Linked DNA regions of Mus musculus: region 1 is linked to region 2. Evidence: chromatin contacts called from public Hi-C data. All regions are on one chromosome and are shown on one strand. Each heading gives the region's core, a stretch centred on a gene start, on an enhancer-like site or on the middle of the called end of the contact. The rest is flanking DNA. Distances are from core to core; before and after follow the strand shown.

What was found. A called contact is a pair of places that touch in the nucleus more often than the background predicts.
Region 1: a contact with region 2 is called in a Hi-C map of CD8 T cells, with 1.7 times the contacts expected there. The contact joins two enhancer-like sites. A contact is called at or near these places in 9 of 484 Hi-C or Micro-C datasets (CD8 T cells, embryonic stem cells, stem cell-derived neural progenitor cells and 1 more), 1 of 115 datasets of contacts at active chromatin or transcription factors (embryonic stem cells) and 1 of 9 other capture datasets (embryonic stem cells).

The regions. Positions count from the first base shown.
Region 1 is chr2:170,219,343-170,222,939 of GRCm38.p6, forward strand. No RefSeq gene overlaps it. Among named protein-coding and RNA genes, the nearest start is that of Gm17619, 27 kb to the left of the region's middle. Within about 2 kb of position 1,924, at least 204 of the 459 cell types and tissues checked have an H3K27ac peak or open chromatin away from gene starts, as enhancers often do. A contact at or near this core is called in CD8 T cells, where this site is marked.
Region 2 is chr2:170,055,872-170,059,370 of GRCm38.p6, forward strand. It overlaps a transcript of Tshz2 not described here. Among named protein-coding and RNA genes, the nearest start is that of A630075F10Rik, 13 kb to the right of the region's middle. Within about 2 kb of position 2,195, at least 17 of the 459 cell types and tissues checked have an H3K27ac peak or open chromatin away from gene starts, as enhancers often do. A contact at or near this core is called in CD8 T cells, where this site is marked.

The DNA of each region.
Region 1 (3,597 bases), core at 674-3,173, 160 kb after region 2:
TAGAACCATCGGTCTAGGATATCTTTCCCCACAAGAGTTTGTTCTTGTGCGGGAGGGAGCCTGCCTCTGCTCTCTTCCTTTTGATGTTTCTTCTTCGTTCCTTCTCCCTCTGACGCAGAAAGGTGGGTTGGAAATCTTGCAGTATCATCAGAAAAAAAAAGAAAAAAATAAAAAGATGCTGCTTCTGGTGGTATTTTTAACCAAGCACAGAAGCCGAAATGTCTAGAACGTGGATAGAGAAAGCCCCGGCTCTCTTTTCAGACTATCCTCCAATGTGGCGGGCACAGAGCGCCGCACCAGAGACGGGAGTCAAAATGGCAGATGTTGGAGGCTCGGGGTTGGGGATGGGGGTGGGAGGCAGATAATCTGAGGCTCGCCAGCGACTTCTCCCATGATTCCCATTCACCCTACTTCTCAGACCCCAGCGCGAAACAGTTGCTGTCCACTTGCCTAAGACTCCACAGCCAAGTCCCAGTGTAACAACAAATAAACAAAACCTAGTGGGTCCTAGGACCAGCCTCTCAGGGTCGCCTTGGCACTCGCTGGCCGGCCTCCTTTTTAAAAATCACCCACAGCTATTGAACAGGCAGATACTACATGCTAGTCATCATTTGCGTGTTATTTCAGCGGGTGTCTTCTTCCTCCGTCTCCCCGAGGAAAATACAGTAATTAACTCCATGCAGAAGGGGGAGGGGATCTCTCTCTCTCTCTCTCTCTCTCTCTCTCTCTCTCTCTCTCTCTCTCTCTCTCCTCCCTCCCTCCCTTCTCTGTTTTTCCCCCTCCTTAGGCTTGAAAAGAGATTCTAGCAGATAATTTGGCTGAACATGAAAAGGGAGACTCTGCTCACAGCCGCCCGGATAAAGTGCTAGGTTGGTGAAGCTCCGAGGACCGAGCTGGTTATTTCATGACATGAAAAGCAGACATTTATCTGTTCCCATGGAGATGCAATTTCTACTAGTCAATCAGGCCCAGGGGAGGTCAGACAATAGCCAGTAGGCCCCTTTTTTTCCATCTTGAGAGACACTTAATTCTGGTTGTATTTGAGTATTTTCCTAAATTTAAAGGCATCAAAAATGATCCCTCAGAAATACCTGTAAACTAAACTGTGACATTTTCAAGTGATCAAAACAGAGCTGGGAATTCCTGCTTCTCCAGAGAAGTTGGGATGTAGCCCCCCCCTTCGAGTTTCAAATCCTCCCTCTAGTATGTCACAATCCCTCTTTGCATAAATTTGGTTTCCAAACTTGACCCTAGCCTCCTTGAGAAAACAGTTCATGAGGAGATAAATTAAGAACCGAACCCCCGCCCCCCCCTCCCCCGCTCCAGCACAGTTGTGGGGCAAGAAGGAGGCTCCCGGTACACCATCATCCTGGAAACCAGAGAAGGGCACACCAGAAGCGAGCACAGCCCAGAACTGCCGTGGCTTCAATAAATTATAAACTGGGTTCTCCGTATTTCCTCGCCTGAAAACTATACCCACAGCAGCGATCACGACTGCTCTGCTCTTCTGTATCTGTTATCAATCCCAGAACACACGAATCATGTTCATTAGCAAATCGTGTTTTTATTGCAGTAAATGCTTGGCGAAGTGAGTCTCTCTCAAACACATGGAGACTTTTTTTTTTTTTTAACACAATCTCACAAGTGTCTTTTCCTCCCTCCTCCCCTTTGATCGCTTTTACGCATGCCTGAGGCAGAAGAAAATGGAACAGAGGGCTTCCAAGAGCTAATTGGGGAGGGAGAAGGCGTTTACAGAGATCCTGTTTCTAAACGCTGTTTGCTGGTCCAGCCCCCATCGGAGAGCCACACGACCCGACGTGACCTAAAACAGGATGGTGACGCAACAGAATGGACCTAGCAAGATGGCATTTTATCTCTCAGCAACTTCACTCCGGTTAATGGAGCCGCTCAAGTGCTGCTCAAATGCACGTCAGGAGCGCAAACCGGAGGCTGCGGGGTTACAATCCGGAAGCCTCAGGGTCTCCCTCCTCTCCAGGAGCCAGCAGGGAACAAAGGCACCGACAGACAGGGCCCATGAGAGTGAGAGAGAGAGAGAGAGAGAGAGAGAGAGAGAGAGAGAGAGAGAGAGCTATTCCAATGTGGATGATAATGAATGATACTCCACGTTTAGGAAGCAAGGAACAGAAATTCATTTGCGACGTACAGGAAGCGGGCAGGGGAACGATCCTCGTGGGATGGCACTTGCTGATGTCGTTAGGCTATTCTTTTCATTTGATCATTTTAGTTTAAGCACTTCTAAAAAGTATATGTTCACCCTCATTAGAAAGTTCAAAGTGGAGATGGCTAGTAACCACTTGACGGCATGATACTTCCTTCCAGAAATCTTCCCTAAATGCAGTCTTTTTTTTTAAAGAATTATTTGTTTTATGTATATGAATATGCATAGTTTTAAATACCTCACTGGTTTCATTTAACACATGGCTGTGAACTTTTTTTTACCCTTAAATAAAAAAGAAAATGTCTATTGTAAACAATTTTCAGGACATATATTTTAAAGAACGAGCTTCCAGCTTAAGCGGGGTGGGGGCTGGAGCAGCAGGGTGGAGGGGGTGGGCAGTACACCAGTGTGAGCTTCCCCTCCCCCACAGACAGTGGCTGCAGTTTTCTGTGCCCTCTTTCAGGGTCTTATAGATCACACTAGTGTATATCAGACACCTTGATTTTACACAAGTATCCTTTGTCTTCGTGGTAGAAAACCTTGATCGTTTTAAATAATGGCAAGGTGTCTCTTTGAATGCTACCCCTTTTCGTCCTTCATCACGTCCCTCTGGTGGGCTTTCAGCTTTTGCTGCCCTAAACCGTGCTGTGGTCAATTCTCTATTATCTTGCACACCTTGAACATTTTCTGCTTCTATTTCCCCACACCTGGCCCCAAGATGCCTGACTCCAAAGGGGAAACCAGTTAAATTAACTTTGTGTTAAGTGACGGTATGAGCGTACCATTGGCTCTTCTGTTGGCTTTTGCTCTGTCTGTTTGCTTTCTGCATTGCTCAGAGTAAAATCTCGGGGCCCCCGTCCCCGCCCCCGCAAATGCCTGCTCTTCTCCCCAGCCATTTTCTTAATGTCTCTCCGAACGTGGGCATGACAGACTCCAGAAAAACAAAGGAAGTGGCTGTCCCTCAGGGGTCAGCCTTCCCTGGATCTCCTGTTCCATAGCTCCTGCCTGCTTCAGAGTAGAATAATTCTTTCATCCCAGGTTCAGAAAAAGATTGAAAGCCGCCACTAACAACTTAGGCGTAGCTTCCCACACTCTCTGTGTGCAAGAGCAAAACCATTAGGATTTAGAACAGAAGTGTGTCTTTGGGAAGAAGTGGGTGGAATTTTATGCTGAGGAGGAGGGAAGACGTCTTCTCAGGGGAGCAGTCTCATTTTATCTAACTACCGAAAAATTAAACAAACAAATAACTACAAAAACATCCATTCACACTTCATCCTTGGCTCATCTAGTGAAATGTAGTGTACTTTGTCTTCATGTGTGTATGGTAAATCTCTGTATTGTTCTGGGATGGAGGAGACTCAGGAGGAGGAGGAGGAGGAGGAGGAGGACCACTCGGTATGTCTTGAAACAAATGAGCT
Region 2 (3,499 bases), core at 945-3,444:
ATATGAGGTGCGCTGCCTTTGGAAACAATGGTGTGCGCTTTTGATTTTGCTTGGGGGCATTTGTTTTGTTTGTGAGGTTTGCTATAAAAGGATAGATCATTTGTTTTGTGTCTCTTTAAAAAAAAAAAATAGAATTAAGTAACCAGACCCAGCATAAGGGAGGCTGAGTCTGGGCTGAGATGAGTTTGAGACTGGTCTGCTGGTCTGGGTTGCATAACAAGGCCCTGGCCAACCTGAGCTACATAGTGAGTGTGAATCAAGGAGAAGGGATTGGGGAGGGAGGGGAGAATTAACTGGTTCCGTGGAAGAGATTAAACAGTTAAGGTCTCAAACGCTAACGCGGCACTCCTCGGTCTCCGTGTGTTACAGTCTCCTGTGAATTCGTAAGCCCCAGAAAGTTGCAACAATACCTGAGACAGATGGTCACAGAACCTCTGGGGGTTGGCTCCAGGGCGGCCGGTGACTCTGTGGAGTGGAGCCAGGATGGAGATGTGAGTCCCTGTGGGGCACAGTCAGGTCACCTGTCATCTGTGAACTTGGCCTGGTTGCTGTTGTACCATCTCAGAGCCTGGCTTCCTTCCCTGACCCTCTTGTCAAAATTAACTGCTCAATGGGGCTGGACAGAGAGAGTCCTCCAAAGGTGAGACTCTTCTGGGACTCCAATTCAGTCCCCAGCACCCACATGGCTGCTCACAACCACATGTTGTGACTCTGGTTCCAGGAGATCCGACCCCTTCTCCTGGTCTCTAAAAGGGCACTGAATACAAGTGGTGCATTGTATACACGCAAACAAAACACCCATACACATTTTTAAAAATTGGAAAAAAAGCCTTTTTGACTGTTAAACATGTAAGCTTCCAGCAATAGAGAATTGAGACGATTACGTTTAAAAAATGGATATTTTGTTTTGTTGAGTTCTGTTGGTTGCTTTAGTTTTTTGTTTTGTTTTGTTTTGTTTTGTTTCAAGTCAGGGTTTCTCTGCATAGCCTTGGGTATCCTGGAACCTGCTCTGTAGACCAGGCTGACCTTGAACTCACAGAGATCCTCCCCTCTGCCTCGCCAGTACTGGGATCAAAGGTGTGTGTTGCTGCTGCCACCCGGTTCTTATGGGTATTTCATTTTCTTTTTCTTTGTGTGTGTGTGTGTGTGTGTGTGTGTGTGTGTGTGTGTGTGTGTGTGGTTTTTCAAGACAGGGTTTCTCTGTGTAGCCCTGGCTGTCCTGGAACTCACTTTGTAGACCAGGCTGGCTTCAAACTCAGAAATCTACCTGCCTCTGCCTCCCAAGTGCTGGGATTAAATGCGTGCACCACCATGCCTGGCGGTTATTTCTTATTATAATTATGAACAGCATCCAATGCCCAAAATGTGTGCTCCTTTTTTTCACCAATAGCAGGAAGGTCAGGGGTCAGGGGTGGAGGGCCTGAGGCCATCCACTTCCGTTTCTGTGATAGAGAGAGAGGAATGGGCCAAGTGTGAAGACATCGATCTACTATTTACAAGATATATTCTTTACAGCAGTGAGGGCTGACAGACAGAGGAGTTTAGAGGAGCCAGTCTGGACTCTGAAATAAGGAAAGACCCTCTAGGGTTGGGCTATAGATTGGCATGCTTCAAACACAAATAAATTAATTTCTTTCATTTATTTATTCATGAGGGTTCTTGTGACCCACAGCGTGTGTGGGGGTGGGGGGTCGTCAAAAAACGACTTTGCAGAGGACATTACTCCCAGGACTGAACTCAGGTCATCAGTTTTCTGGACAGGAGACTTTGTTCGCTGAGCCACCTCACAGGTCCATAAATAAATGTATTTTTTTTAAAAGACAAGCATCCCTGGCTGGCCTGGACCTCCCTATATAGACCTGGCTGGCCTGGACCTCCCTATATAGACCAGGCTGGCCTGGATCTCAGAGATCTACCTGTCTCTGCCTCCTGAGTGTGGGAATTAAAGGCATGCTACCATGCCACGCCTGGTTTTTACTTTTGTTTTGTTGTTTTGTTTTGTTGTTTTGTTTTGTTTTATCTTTTAGCATCTTAAGGGACCTGTGCTCTTGGGAGCCGTCTTCAAGAACTGCTGTTAACTGATGTGAGACTCAGACAACTCTTGATTTTATCTCAGGGTCACTGGGGGAAAGTGTACCACAAGGGACAACCCCTGAGTCCTCCCTTGTAAAAAGGAAACAAGAACTCACCTTGCTTGTTTGTGACGTCTGTAACTGGTCATTGAGACCGATCCAGTTTGGAACTGTGGCAGTTAACAGAGCATGCCCATCAGGGAAAGCCCAACACAAGTTTGCTCTCGCCCCTGCTTTGCCACTTCCTGGCATGTGACATCATCGTACACCCTATGTCTCTATTTCCCCTTCTCAAGACCTCTAAGCAGAGGCCAGGGGAACTTCCTTTAGGGATCAGTGTAAGAATTAAATAAAGGCTGGAAAGATGGCGGGTGCAGTTTTGAAGGGATCACTGCCTTCCAGATTCCCACTACCCACAACCCTAGTTCACGCCGCACACATGCTCAGCTCCGAGGAGTCACTCCAGTGTTCTCTTCTGCCCTCTTTAGGCACCTGAATACACGTGGCTCGCGCGCGCGCGCACACACACACACACACACCATTTTTTATTAAATATTTTAAGAAATTAAAGCAGACCTGGGTGTTGTGGCACATACCTATAATCCCACTGTCCTGTAGCTTAAGGTCAGCCTTGGCTACAGAACAAGATCAAGGGCCAACCTGGGCTAGATGAAACTTGTTCTAAACAAAACAAAACAAGCCTAAATATAACAGCAGCAGTTGTGCTTTGGGCCAATGGTAAGTACCTAATAAAGGGAAAGATTCATTAAAATGGGTGAGATCATTCTGAGAGGCAAGCTTTGCCTGAATTGGCTATTCTGTGGCCCAATACTCCAGCCTTTTGCCAGTGTAGACGCTGCCACAGACTGTACTCCAGAGGCTTTGAAGCCATAGTCACAGCGGTAAAGAATAGTCTCCGCGTGTCTGTTTTCCATGTTCTGAAGGCAGACGGCGTTTCCTAAGTGCCAACAGCTCCCAGTTTCGGCTCCAATGAAGTCCCCAGGCTGTGGCTGCACTGTGAACCTCATTTGGCCATAAGTCACTTGGAATAAATAACATTTGGCTCTGCGCCCCACGTAGAGAAGATGGGCGCCACAGTGAATCATGTCGTTGGCCGGCCGACTTGAAGCTGTCTGGGTTGTTTATGGTGATGCTTGCCAGCATGTGGACCTCTTTCAAACAGTTTAAGGGCTGTTTGGGAGGAGAACGGTGTGGCTCTCTAAGAATGGGTGCAGGAAATCACGTATTTCTTTCTTCTATGGCCAAGCCCCAAGAGCCACCACCAAGAAGCCTCGTCCAACATGAGACCTGCAGCCTCAAGACGGAAATCATAATCACCATCAAAGGCGCCGGGGGCATCAGCCTTTCTGTTCTCGGGATGATGCCCTGATATGTCCTCCCTTTTAATTTGCGTTTGGAAAAGCTGA